2 separate regions of the Canis lupus genome follow, and region 1 is linked to region 2. A link is a contact called in public Hi-C data. All regions are on one chromosome and are shown on one strand. The core of a region is the stretch at or near the end of the contact, and the rest is flanking DNA. Distances in the headings are between cores, read along the strand shown. Region 1 overlaps CNNM2 (metal transporter CNNM2). Region 2 holds the start of WBP1L (WW domain binding protein 1-like).

Evidence for each region. Hi-C and Micro-C count contacts between places; a contact is called where the count stands out from the background.
Region 1: a contact with region 2 is called in a Hi-C map of skin fibroblasts, with 3 times the contacts expected there. The contact joins the enhancer-like site here to the promoter of WBP1L in region 2. A contact is called at or near these places in 5 of 9 Hi-C or Micro-C datasets (amygdala, blood and skin fibroblasts).

Annotation. Positions count from the first base shown.
Region 1 is chr28:15,700,939-15,705,926 of UU_Cfam_GSD_1.0, reverse strand. CNNM2 (metal transporter CNNM2) reads right to left here. Exons shown (of 7, transcript XM_038578664.1): 6 at 946-1,130; 7 at 1-250. The coding sequence ends at 41. Among named protein-coding and RNA genes, the nearest start is that of NT5C2, 110 kb to the left of the region's middle. Within about 2 kb of position 1,451, at least 2 of the 20 cell types and tissues checked have an H3K27ac peak or open chromatin away from gene starts, as enhancers often do.
Region 2 is chr28:15,405,814-15,411,348 of UU_Cfam_GSD_1.0, reverse strand. WBP1L (WW domain binding protein 1-like) reads right to left here and starts at 2,417. Exons shown (of 4, transcript XM_038578654.1): 1 at 2,249-2,417. The coding sequence starts at 2,338.

The DNA.
Region 1 (4,988 bases), core at 202-2,701, 300 kb before region 2:
GGCCTCCGGAGTTGGGGGGCGAGGGGCAGCGGTGGGCGCTCTAGATGGCCCCTTCACTGTGCAGGCTGTGGTTGGCCTTGTTGTGTGTCACACAGTTCTGTTCATTGAGCAGGTTGGCGGTCTCGTCTGGCAAACCGTCGTGCAGCTCCGTAAGAGTCAATTCAATTTTAGTGTTTTCACTGTCTGAAGACTGAGGGGTTTTGTCCATCCGGGATGCCATCAAGGCATTTTGGTATTGCTGTCTTGAGATCTGGGGCCAGAAGATGGCACAGAAAACAAACGAAGACAATGCTTATTTTTACGTGTTCCTGTCTCAACTTTGCATTACATGTTAAAATCCCCCACCCCAGCTCCCCCAGAAAGGCCCCTCAAAGTTTTTCTAGGAAAATATCATCCTCATGTATAAACTGAGTCACCTTGCAAGTTCAAGTGAACTCTGGCGGACAAGTCAGTGTTTACTGATCTAAGCCATTTCCAAATTTTCGTCTCAAAATTTCAGAGACTGGAAAATGGAGACAGGCTTCCACCAGTGGAAGTTGGCTCGTTCTTCAGAAGACACCTTTATTTCAGACTGAGAAAAGAACCCCGTCTGGGGCAGAAGAGAAACAGAGGGTTCTTCCCACCCCATCTCAGCAAGTCTTCGGAGACTCCGACCTCAGCCCTTCTGTGGCCACCCGGACTCACTGGACTCACGAGCTCACGAGGACTTGCTGAGAGAGGTTCCTCCTTTTTCTGCCTCTGGCTCTCACTCCCTGAAAAAGCCACATCTGACTTGGCAGCTCTTTTGACAGAGCCAGGGAGAGAAGTGTTTTCCGGAGCCTAAGTCTCGGTTGGGCACAGGAGCTGGAGGCAGGGCAGCCCAAATGGGCCGGGGAGCCAAACCACCGGCTGCAGCAGGTCCCCTCCGGCGGCCAGGCCCCGCCAAAGCACGCGCTCCCCTCTCACCTTAACGAACTGAAGGTCAGAGAGGGCCCGCACTGAGTAGTCAGGGATGTAGACTTGAAGGAACGAGGAGGTGAGCTGATTGTTGCTGCTCCCCAGTGTCGGCGTGACTGCGTCGATCCGGTCACTTCGGCTCAGAGAGTCTGAGTGATTCAAGCCACACGGGCGAGGAGGCGACTTGTTTTCACCTAGACACGGAGGAAAACAAACAAACAAACAAACCACCCATAACCTTTTAAGTGAGGTAGACAGAACCAACACAGTCAGCTCTTTATTTTCCAAATAATAGAAAGTAGTAATTAATAGACCAGTTCAATCAGCTTAACCCAGACGCGAGGGCCGTACAGCTCACCACCTCGACGGCGGCCTGCTGTCCGGAGGGTTTGTTCAGTTCTGCTGCTCGGCCGTTCCTGCAGGCCCACATCCTCTCTCTCTCTCTCTCTCTCTCTCTCTCTCTCCCTCATGCACACACAATCCCTCCCGAGTGAGTCTCTGACAGCGAGGCCCCCAGGCTGCACACCTGCGTCAGGAGCATCCCCTGGGGCTGCGAGACGCACAGGCCTCAGGCCGACTAGGCCTGAATCACAGAAGCTGCTGGATAGACCACACAGGGCACAGGAGGGCAGCCCTCCGTTACTTTGCCACAAGCAAAGTACTCAAGAATGTTGGTAAATCAATACGTGTTTTAAAGGAATCAAAATAGTTCTGTGTGCTCATACCACCTCCCTCCACAGCCGAACCTATGATCTTTGTCTCTGACCCCAGTAAAATCCCCCTTTGGGCAGCCCAAGGGTGTCTCGGTGTTTCGGGAACACTAGACGACACCAAACTCTTCAAAGGCCTGAGGGAGCATAGGTGCTGTAAGAGGGGGTCTGCGAGGAGATGGACCGGACTCGTTTATTAAAATAAAGTGAAAAGGAATTCAGCGAGTCTAGTGTTGCTGCTCTCAAAAGGCAAGTTGACCGGAGCTTCTAACATACGTTTTGTTGGACATAACCCACTCCCCACCCTCGTCGGAGCTTCCTCCATTTTTGCTTTTCCAATCAAATCTACTCCACAAATATTAAGTGGGTGTTCACAGAGGACAGGTCCTGACCTGCGTCATGCCGCAGGACTGGAGGGGACCCCTCACTAGTATACCCCCCCCCCCAGAGGAGCTGCCCTCCGCTGGTCCTGCTCTTCCGCATCTGTCATCACGCCCAGCAGCCCAGCAAAGTCCCCCGGCTCAGGCTGGCGGAGCCCCACGAGGGCCGCTGTTCCTCTGCTACTTCAAACAGCCCTGAAGTGTCTGAAGATGGTTGCGTTTGCCTTAAGCCTCTTCTCCAGGCTAAACGCTCTGATGTCCTTCATGCCACATGTTTTGCCACCCCTCACCCCCTTCCTGACCACCATCTGACGAATATTCCTTCCACTCAATAAATGTCCCTCCTCAAAATAGGACCAGGACAAAACACGGTGAGTCTTCACTGAACCTTTAGCGGGCGAGTTTACTTTCTCCTAAAACTGTCACAGCACACTTCCCCTACAATTTTATCAAAACCCATTTTCTATTGTTCAAATTAAACTCAGAGTAGCCGTTCCTCTGGTTGCTTTCCCTTATCTTTGAACACAACAGGGCAAATGAATAATTTATCATGTTTTCTACTTAGCAGAAAGGAACTTTGATCAGATGACCCGATGTCGTGAAGCCTCAGATTAAAAGATGGATAATGGTTCCCACCTCATAAAGTCATGAGGATTCCAAAGGAGATAATGTATAGAGTGCTTAGCACAGCATCTGACACTTAATAAATATCCCATCAATAAGCCTTGTTACCAGTACTCTGTTTCCTGTTGCCCTCATCCCAGGCCTCTCCACTCTGTGCTACCCCCAGGACTGAGCCTTCCTGTACTTGGGAAAGCTTCACCTGGGCTGACAGATCGAACCCTCAAACCTGATTTTTGAAACAAGGGATTCCACTGTAGCCCTGGGCTTGAGCCCCAGATCGCACCAGCATTTCTATAGACAGTATTTACTCTTGGGTGTGATGATTTAAAGGTTAAGAAGGGGCACCTGGGTGACTCAGTGGTTGAGCATCTGCCTTTGGGTCAGGTCGTGATCCCAGGGTCCCAAGATTGAGTCCCGCAACAGGCTCCCTGTAGGGAGCCTGCTTCTCGCTCTCCCTGTCTCTGCTTCCCTCTCTGTATCTCTCATGAATAAATAAAATCTTAAAAAAAATTAAGGATAAGAAACCGAGACATGCAGAGGGCACTGTGCTTACTGATCAAACTGGGTGCATCAGCAGTTAGAGGTCAGAGGCCTTCCTTCTGAGTCTTCTGTTCTTTCCTCCTGGGGAGGATTCCAGGGCAATCTCTCGGCTTTCCCCAGGGTATCTAGACTCCTAGTCAGCTTTCTCTCAACCCACTGCCCTCGGTTCTTGTGAGATGAGCCCTCGCTTTCATCAGGAACCCACTGCCTGGCGTCCCAGTCCCAGTCTGAAGCAGACCCTGTTTCCCGGGACCCCTTCTGTCGCAGTGTGACAGGGACCCAGTGCAACCAGTCGTTCATCAACACGCAGTGAGAAAGAGGAGTATTCAGACCCAGGGGAATAAAGACTTTAAGTGGCCAGCCCCCAGCTCAGGTCATATTCTGTTGCCAAATTTATGTGCCAAATTTTTATAATTATGATAAAATCTTTCCATTTTTAACTCCTCTTATGCCTTCTCAGCATTGTTTTTTCTGCTTTTTAGTCATTTCGCCTAGGAATTCTTTCTTTTTATGAGTAAGCCAGAGGATCCTATACAGAAACATTACCAGCCTCCTCCCTTGGAACCACAAAGCATCTTTTGGAATAGGCTGGAAATCACTGGTTTAGCTCAACCTCCACTTATTTGGTATCATATTATTGTAATGCTAGGATCCTGAAGGCCTGGGTCCACAAAATGAAATTTTTTTTTTTTTTAAATTACAGGATCAGATAGAGTAGACACAGCTAAGAAATCTCTTAAGTTTTGCAGGGAAAAGTGAAATACAAATAACATTTCATGAGTTTCATCCAAAAGTCACTTTACCTCAGCATCTGTGACATTTTGAACAGGTAGCAGATGCCAGCAAACAAAATGGGGAGAAAAAACACAAACATACATACATATCCACAAATACATATTTCTGTGCATATGTATGTGTGTATGTGTGTGCACATGTATCTCCTGCCAGCTGGTTTGAATCAAAACAGTCCTACAAATAATACCTTATCCCCAAACACCTCAAGCTTTTTCAGAGCAAAAACTTGAGGGAACGTTAGCTTCTTTTTAGGACATGTATTGTTTCTTTTACTAAATATCAGCGTTTGAGAGTTTTTGCTGAAACTGGATTATGAAAATGCCAATTTCATCAGATTTTAAGATATAAGCTGTGTGGAACAAAATAAATACAGAAAAATTGTATTACCAAAAGCTCAGCAATTTTAATTAAAGAAAGATTAAACTTTTGCCTTTCTTTTTTGCTGCTGGATGTATTAGCCAGGCATGACCAAACTCTCCTGCAGGGCAGCGACCAGCAGCTGGTGAGGAATGTGCACGGCACTAATTCAAAAACAAAGAGAGGGCCACCTGCCTGTCAGAGGGCGGAGATGCATGGGCCCCATTCACGTGGAGGCTGGAAAAAATGAACAGAACCAAGAATGCCCAGGTCTCTGCAGACAGGGCTTCTGTTCACCGAGAAAACTTCACAGTCCTTGAGGCTTTGGGGTGCATATGTCCCATAGAAGCATCCTCAGGTTTTAAGGTGCTTGGGGCCCCAAAGAACCAAAAGCAGCCCCCTTGGGCTGCCCTGAAAACCCAAGGTCAGCAATGTGGGCGGGAGTGGGGGGTGCAGGGGGCAGGCAGGGAGCAATGATGCTCCAGGTCAGAATCACCCTCACTCTGTGAGGGTCAGCATTGCTCACGCCACGGGTCCCCTGTCAGTGTCCTGAATCCTTCCCACAGCTGCTGTGGGCTTGTATTTCCCGGGACAGCTCACTCCTGAGTCAGCAAACGTGGAGTTTGAGAACTCAAAGAGAAACTGC
Region 2 (5,535 bases), core at 1,168-3,667:
CACCACTGTTCTTCCATTGGGGTGAAGCATCCACAAGCCCATGGCTCCGATCTCCTAAGGCTCCAATATTCTTAAATTAACCCTCTAGCAGTATTATTACTGGATATTGAGAACACCCTTTCTTTACCTAAATGTAGAAATAGATGCAAAGGCGAAGCAGTAAGTTTGTTCTATATTTTGTTCTGTCAACATCTATATATTTTTTAAGATTTATTTATTTATTTATTTTAGAGAGAGAGTAAGAGTGCACATTGGGGGAAGGGGGAGAGGGAGAGGGAGAGGAAGAGAGAATCTCCAGCAGACTCCTTGCTGAATGAGAAGCCTGACCAGGGGCTCAATCCCACAACCCAAGCTGAAATCAAAAGTCAGACACTCAACCAACTGAGCTACCCACGTGCCCCAACATCTGTACTTCTTAACTTTATCAGTCCTAAGGGTTCTGACTTTTCCAAGAAATAAAATTTATTTCTCCTGCCAGTTTATGATTTTAGCTAGGGAAAAGAACCCCAACAACATCTCCTTGATGCTAGCATTGACCAGCAGCTATTATTAAAATGGAAGGGTCCCAGCCCTACAAAAGGGAATATGTTGGGCCAGAAAATAAGCTCTAGTTCTTTCACATGCTATTTCAAATATACAGAAATAGATTCTGGTGGGGGAAACAGAGGATACTTCAACAGATAAATAACAAATTGTGGTACAGTCATACAGTGGAATACTATTCGGCCACAATAAAGGAATGAAGTACTGGCACCTGCTACAATGTAGATGAATCTCAAGAACATTATGTTAAGGGAAAGAACACGGACACAAAATATCACAAAGTGTAGGATTCCATTTATATACAATATCCTGAATAGGTAAATCCACAGAGACAGAAAACAGATTGGTGGCTGCCAGGATCTGGGGGAAAGGGAAATTAGGGAGGAACTGCTTACGGGGTAGGGGGTTTTCTTTTGAAGTGATGAAAATGTTTTGGAACTAGATGTAGTGGTTGCATAACATTGTGAATGTACAAAACACCACTGAGTTGTTCACTTTAAAGTGGTAAAATGGTTTTACATGGTTTCTGTCATACGAATATCGTTCCATTTTAAAAACTAATTTTTAAAAGAAAGGATACTAGGCGGGCAAAACAAGATGCAGATGTGAAAAGGCAGCCCATAAACTCCTAGGGAAAAGATAAGCATTTTTGCTGGAACTCTGCTTCTACTCTTGATCACAACGCAAAGTTCAAGCACCAAGCTGTACGGACTCTGCCATCAGCCGTGTGCGAAAGTGAGTGTGTGTGTCTATTCCCTTCTGAAAAGACAGGGAAGAGAACAGAAACTGAAGAAAATAGAATGGTAAAGCCTTGCCAAATGCAAGGGAAGGAGGGGTGATTCCCCCTACTGCACCCCACCCAACTTGGCACCAGGAGTAATGCTCCCATTAGGGTTTCGAAATGCCAGCCGGAGCTGGAATCAGCACAAGCAAGCTTCTCTGCCTGGATAAAAAGCAAGCCACCCAGCAAGAAAAGCTGGGGTGCTCCATTTGCTGCCCATATTGGCAGCAGCACCACCCTTTGCTCAAAAGCCCTGAACTGGCCTAGATCAGCATCAGTGGCTGGCTTTCCCAGGCCAGCCAGCCTAACAGCAAGAGCTTGTAATAGCTCCACTGTGCCCTCATCCTGAGGGGTCCCGATCCACTTCATCCCGCAGGCCTTCCAAGAGTCTGGCCTCCAACCTCTTGCCTCCAACACGTTAAAAATGGAGCCAAGATGCCCTCGGAACTTTTCCCCGTCCAGCTTGAAATAAATATCCTCTCAGCCCCTCCTCCGTCTCAGGCCAGCTCAACAGCCGCCGTACCCCTGCCCGCACACACGTACACACTGCATCACTCACTGCCTCGGAGACCCGCTGCCCGGGGGGACACGAACGCGCCCCCCGAGCCTCAGCCTCGCACCACTATCCAGGCAGTCATCCCAGCCACCTGACCTAACTGCCCTCTCAAAGGCCCCTCACTCGCTGAGCACCGCGCCTCCGCCACTTCCCTGACACCCAAACAGGTGTCCCCAGCTCAACACCGACGCCCCCCTCGAGCCTGTCCACGCCAGGCACGGGGGCCCCTCTCGGGACCCCTCAACTCCTGGCAGCAGCACTCCTCCGGCCCCCTCCAGCCAGGCAGCGACGCCGTCTTCAGCCCCCTCCAGCCAGGCCTCGACGACCCCCAGGCCCCCAGGCTGGCCCGGACGCCCCCTCCCCCTTACCTGCGGGGGTTCAGCCCTGGCTGACAGGGGGCTGGGCAGCGCCTGGAGGAGCAGGAGCGCCATGCCACCCAGGAGCCTTCTCCTCTCCATCCCCCTCCTGCTCCTGCTCCTCCGCCACGGCGCCGCCACCTCCCTCCTCCTCCTCCCTCTCCTCCTCTTCCCTCTTCTTCCTTCTTCCCTTCTTTTCCTGTTTCACTCTCCCCTCCCGCTTCCGGCTCTGCTCCACCCCGCCCCAGCCCAAACACCCTCCCACACCCCGGGCAGGCTCTCCAGTTCCAGCCCTTCGTGGGCCCCTGCCCTTCTCCCATTGACCAAAATAGCTGTCGATCAAATAGAAGTTCCGCCCCCCCGTGAAGACGGAAGACCGGAGGGATCTAGCCAATGAAAAGTGGGAGGAAGCCGGGCCATCTTGAGTGCGGCATGGTGGTGTAAATGCCTCCCACGCCACCGAGAGTGGCGGAAGTAGCTCCGATCGGGGGCGGGGCCACTTGGTACGAGCGTTGACAAGCCTCTAATCCGGGTGCCGCCATCTTGAGCGTGGCGGAAGTAGTAGATTGCCGCACTTCAGCAAAGAAAGGGAAGGGGTAAAGTGATTCTAAAGAGCGTCAGAAAAGAGATTGTGTTTTAGAAGGTAACAGGCGCTCCTTAAGAAGAAAACAACTGCAGTCTAAAAAATCTTTTGACGTCTTTGCTTTGAAGCGCAGCCCTGGTACCAGGGTCCCTCTCCGTGGTCTCAAGACGCCCGAGTGGTAGTTTAAGGTTAATTTGAATTCTACGAAATAGTAGCTTTACCTGAGGCATGGTGCTGTGTCACCCCAAGTCTCGGGAACAAAATTCTGTTGATTCCACCTTAGAAACAGATCTGAAATCCACTCCCATTGTTTCCATCCACATATCTCATCTTGCAAAATATAAAATTTTTTAATTAACTTATTTATTTATGATAGTCATCAGAGAGCGAGAGAGAGGCAGAGACACAGGCAGAGGGAGAAGCAGGCTCCATGCACCGGGAGCCCGACGTGGGATTCGATCCCGGGTCTCCAGGATCGCGCCCTGGGCCAAAGGCAGGCGCCAAACCGCTGCGCCACCCAGGGATCCCCTCATCTTGCAAAATATAAACGGCCTCCCCTGCTGGCCCTAGTTGCCAAGCCTTCCCTCTCAATTCCTGCTGCGCTCCCCAGCAAGGGTGTTCTAGACGAAGCCAAACATCATTGTCTTAAGGCTATCTCTCTTAAAATACTAAAACTACCTAGGGCATATGTAGTCCAATCTCCTCAATATGGTCCTCTCTTGTGTCCTGATCCTTGCCTCCTCCTTTTTATCTCATAAACTTCCGCCACTACGTTTTCCCACACTTACACCAAACACTTAAGAGATCCCCAGTGTGCTGCGCTATAGTACACATTGCCATATAGTTCTCTGTTTATAAACTCCTAGCTCCCCCCCCCCCCACCGCCCTTGTTTCTTCTGGAATCTCATAACACTAACACACATTATATCTGATCTATAATATCTGCCTGGCTGACGCCTCCCGCTAAATCTGCAGCTTCTTGTATAGCACAGCAAGTCTTACTCTTTTTTTTTTTTTTTTTTTTTTTTTTGAGAAATCCCTACAACATCCTGTACAAGGCCCAACCACGAGCCCAACAATGTTGGTAAAGTAAATGAACAAATGAAGACCTAGGCTGGAGAAGCCAGATGCCTGTAGCTGCCAATTTCCTCTCAAAATCCTGCCAAACCATTTTGCAGGTTGGCCTAGTCTAGCCCATAGCTGAGCCCAGAGGGAGTTTGTTCTTGGCTTAAATGGTGGCAAAGTAGAAAACAGGTAAAAGTGAAGAATTTGGCCCTGTCCTCAGTTTAAGAACGTCCACAGTTGGGCAGCCCCGGTGGCGCAGCGGTTTAGCGCCGCCTGCAGCTCAGGGCATGATCCTGGAGACCCTGGAGCAAATCCTACGTCAGGCTCTCTGCATGGAGCCCGCTTCTCCCTCTGCCTGTGTCTCTGCCTCTCATTCTCTCTCTGTGTGTCTCTATGAATAAATAAATAAAAAATCTTAAAAAAAAAAAAGGATGTCCATAGTTTTGCCTCTTCTTGATCCTGCTTTCCCAAGTGTTACAAAAGGTGACAAGTATTTTTGCCAATCTCAAAAGCCTTAGAAATTCATTCATCCAATCAAGCTCCTTAGGGAAGAAATAAAGATTCAGTATTAGGCAAGGGCCAAACTACTTTCATAACACAGGGTGTCAGTCCTGGCCTCAATTTTTTCTAAGTCCTCCTATGTAAAAGCCAGGTATTATCATCATTAGGAAACCCCAATAGTTTCAACTTAACAAACACAGGATGTTTTAGCCTAACTTCCCTTCCTTTCTTTACCTGAGAGCTTAAACTGAGCCACTGGATGGGACAAACACTAAAGCCTGCCCAGTCTGGATTAGTACTTCCCAGACAAAGTCATTTGAGTCACCCTAACCACCTTGCTTTCCACATCTCACAGGTGCCAACTCAAAGAAAGCAGAGAGGTCTTACGAAATGGAACTGAGATACAGTTTGAATTAGTGTGTTTTAAAGTGCCTCTAAACTATAGCCACCACATATTCCAGACTTTTCCAAAAGAGCCATTGTCTATAAAGGGAGGAGGAATGCTAGAATGATTTAGGAGCTGGGTAGGAAAGGAGAAGGTTGTCAATTCTCAAAAGAACATCAGTGTGGGGGCGCCTGTATGGTTCAGTGGGTTATGTGTCTGCCTTCCGCTCAGACTGTAATCCCAGGATCCTGGGATTGAGCCCCTAGTTGAGCTCCCTGCTTGATGGGGTGTCTGTTTCATCCTCTGCCCCCTGCTCCTGCTCTCTCTCTCTCTCTCTCTCAAATAAATAAAATCTTTAAAGAATCAGTTTGGAAACGTTTCCAAGCTCTGCTAGCTCTGGTAATGTTTGTCCTATTTGTCTTTGGAAATGCATTAAGCTGAAGCCAGATCTCCTACCCTAAGAAAACTAGCTCAATGACACAGTTTTCTGCTAGAAATCAGCTAAAATCAAATTGCACATGTTACAGCATGGATAAACTTTGAAAATATTATGCTAAATGAAAGAAACCAGACACAAAAGACTACACATTGCGTGGATTTCTTTTACATGAAAAGTACAGAATAGGTTAATCTATAGAGGCAGAAAGTAGATTAGGGGTTTTGGTGGGTTTTGGTGGGTTGAAGGGGATGGAGAGAGACTGCCAAAGGGTACAGAGTTTCTTTGGGGAGTACTAAAAGTATTCTGAAATTAGTGATGAGGATTAC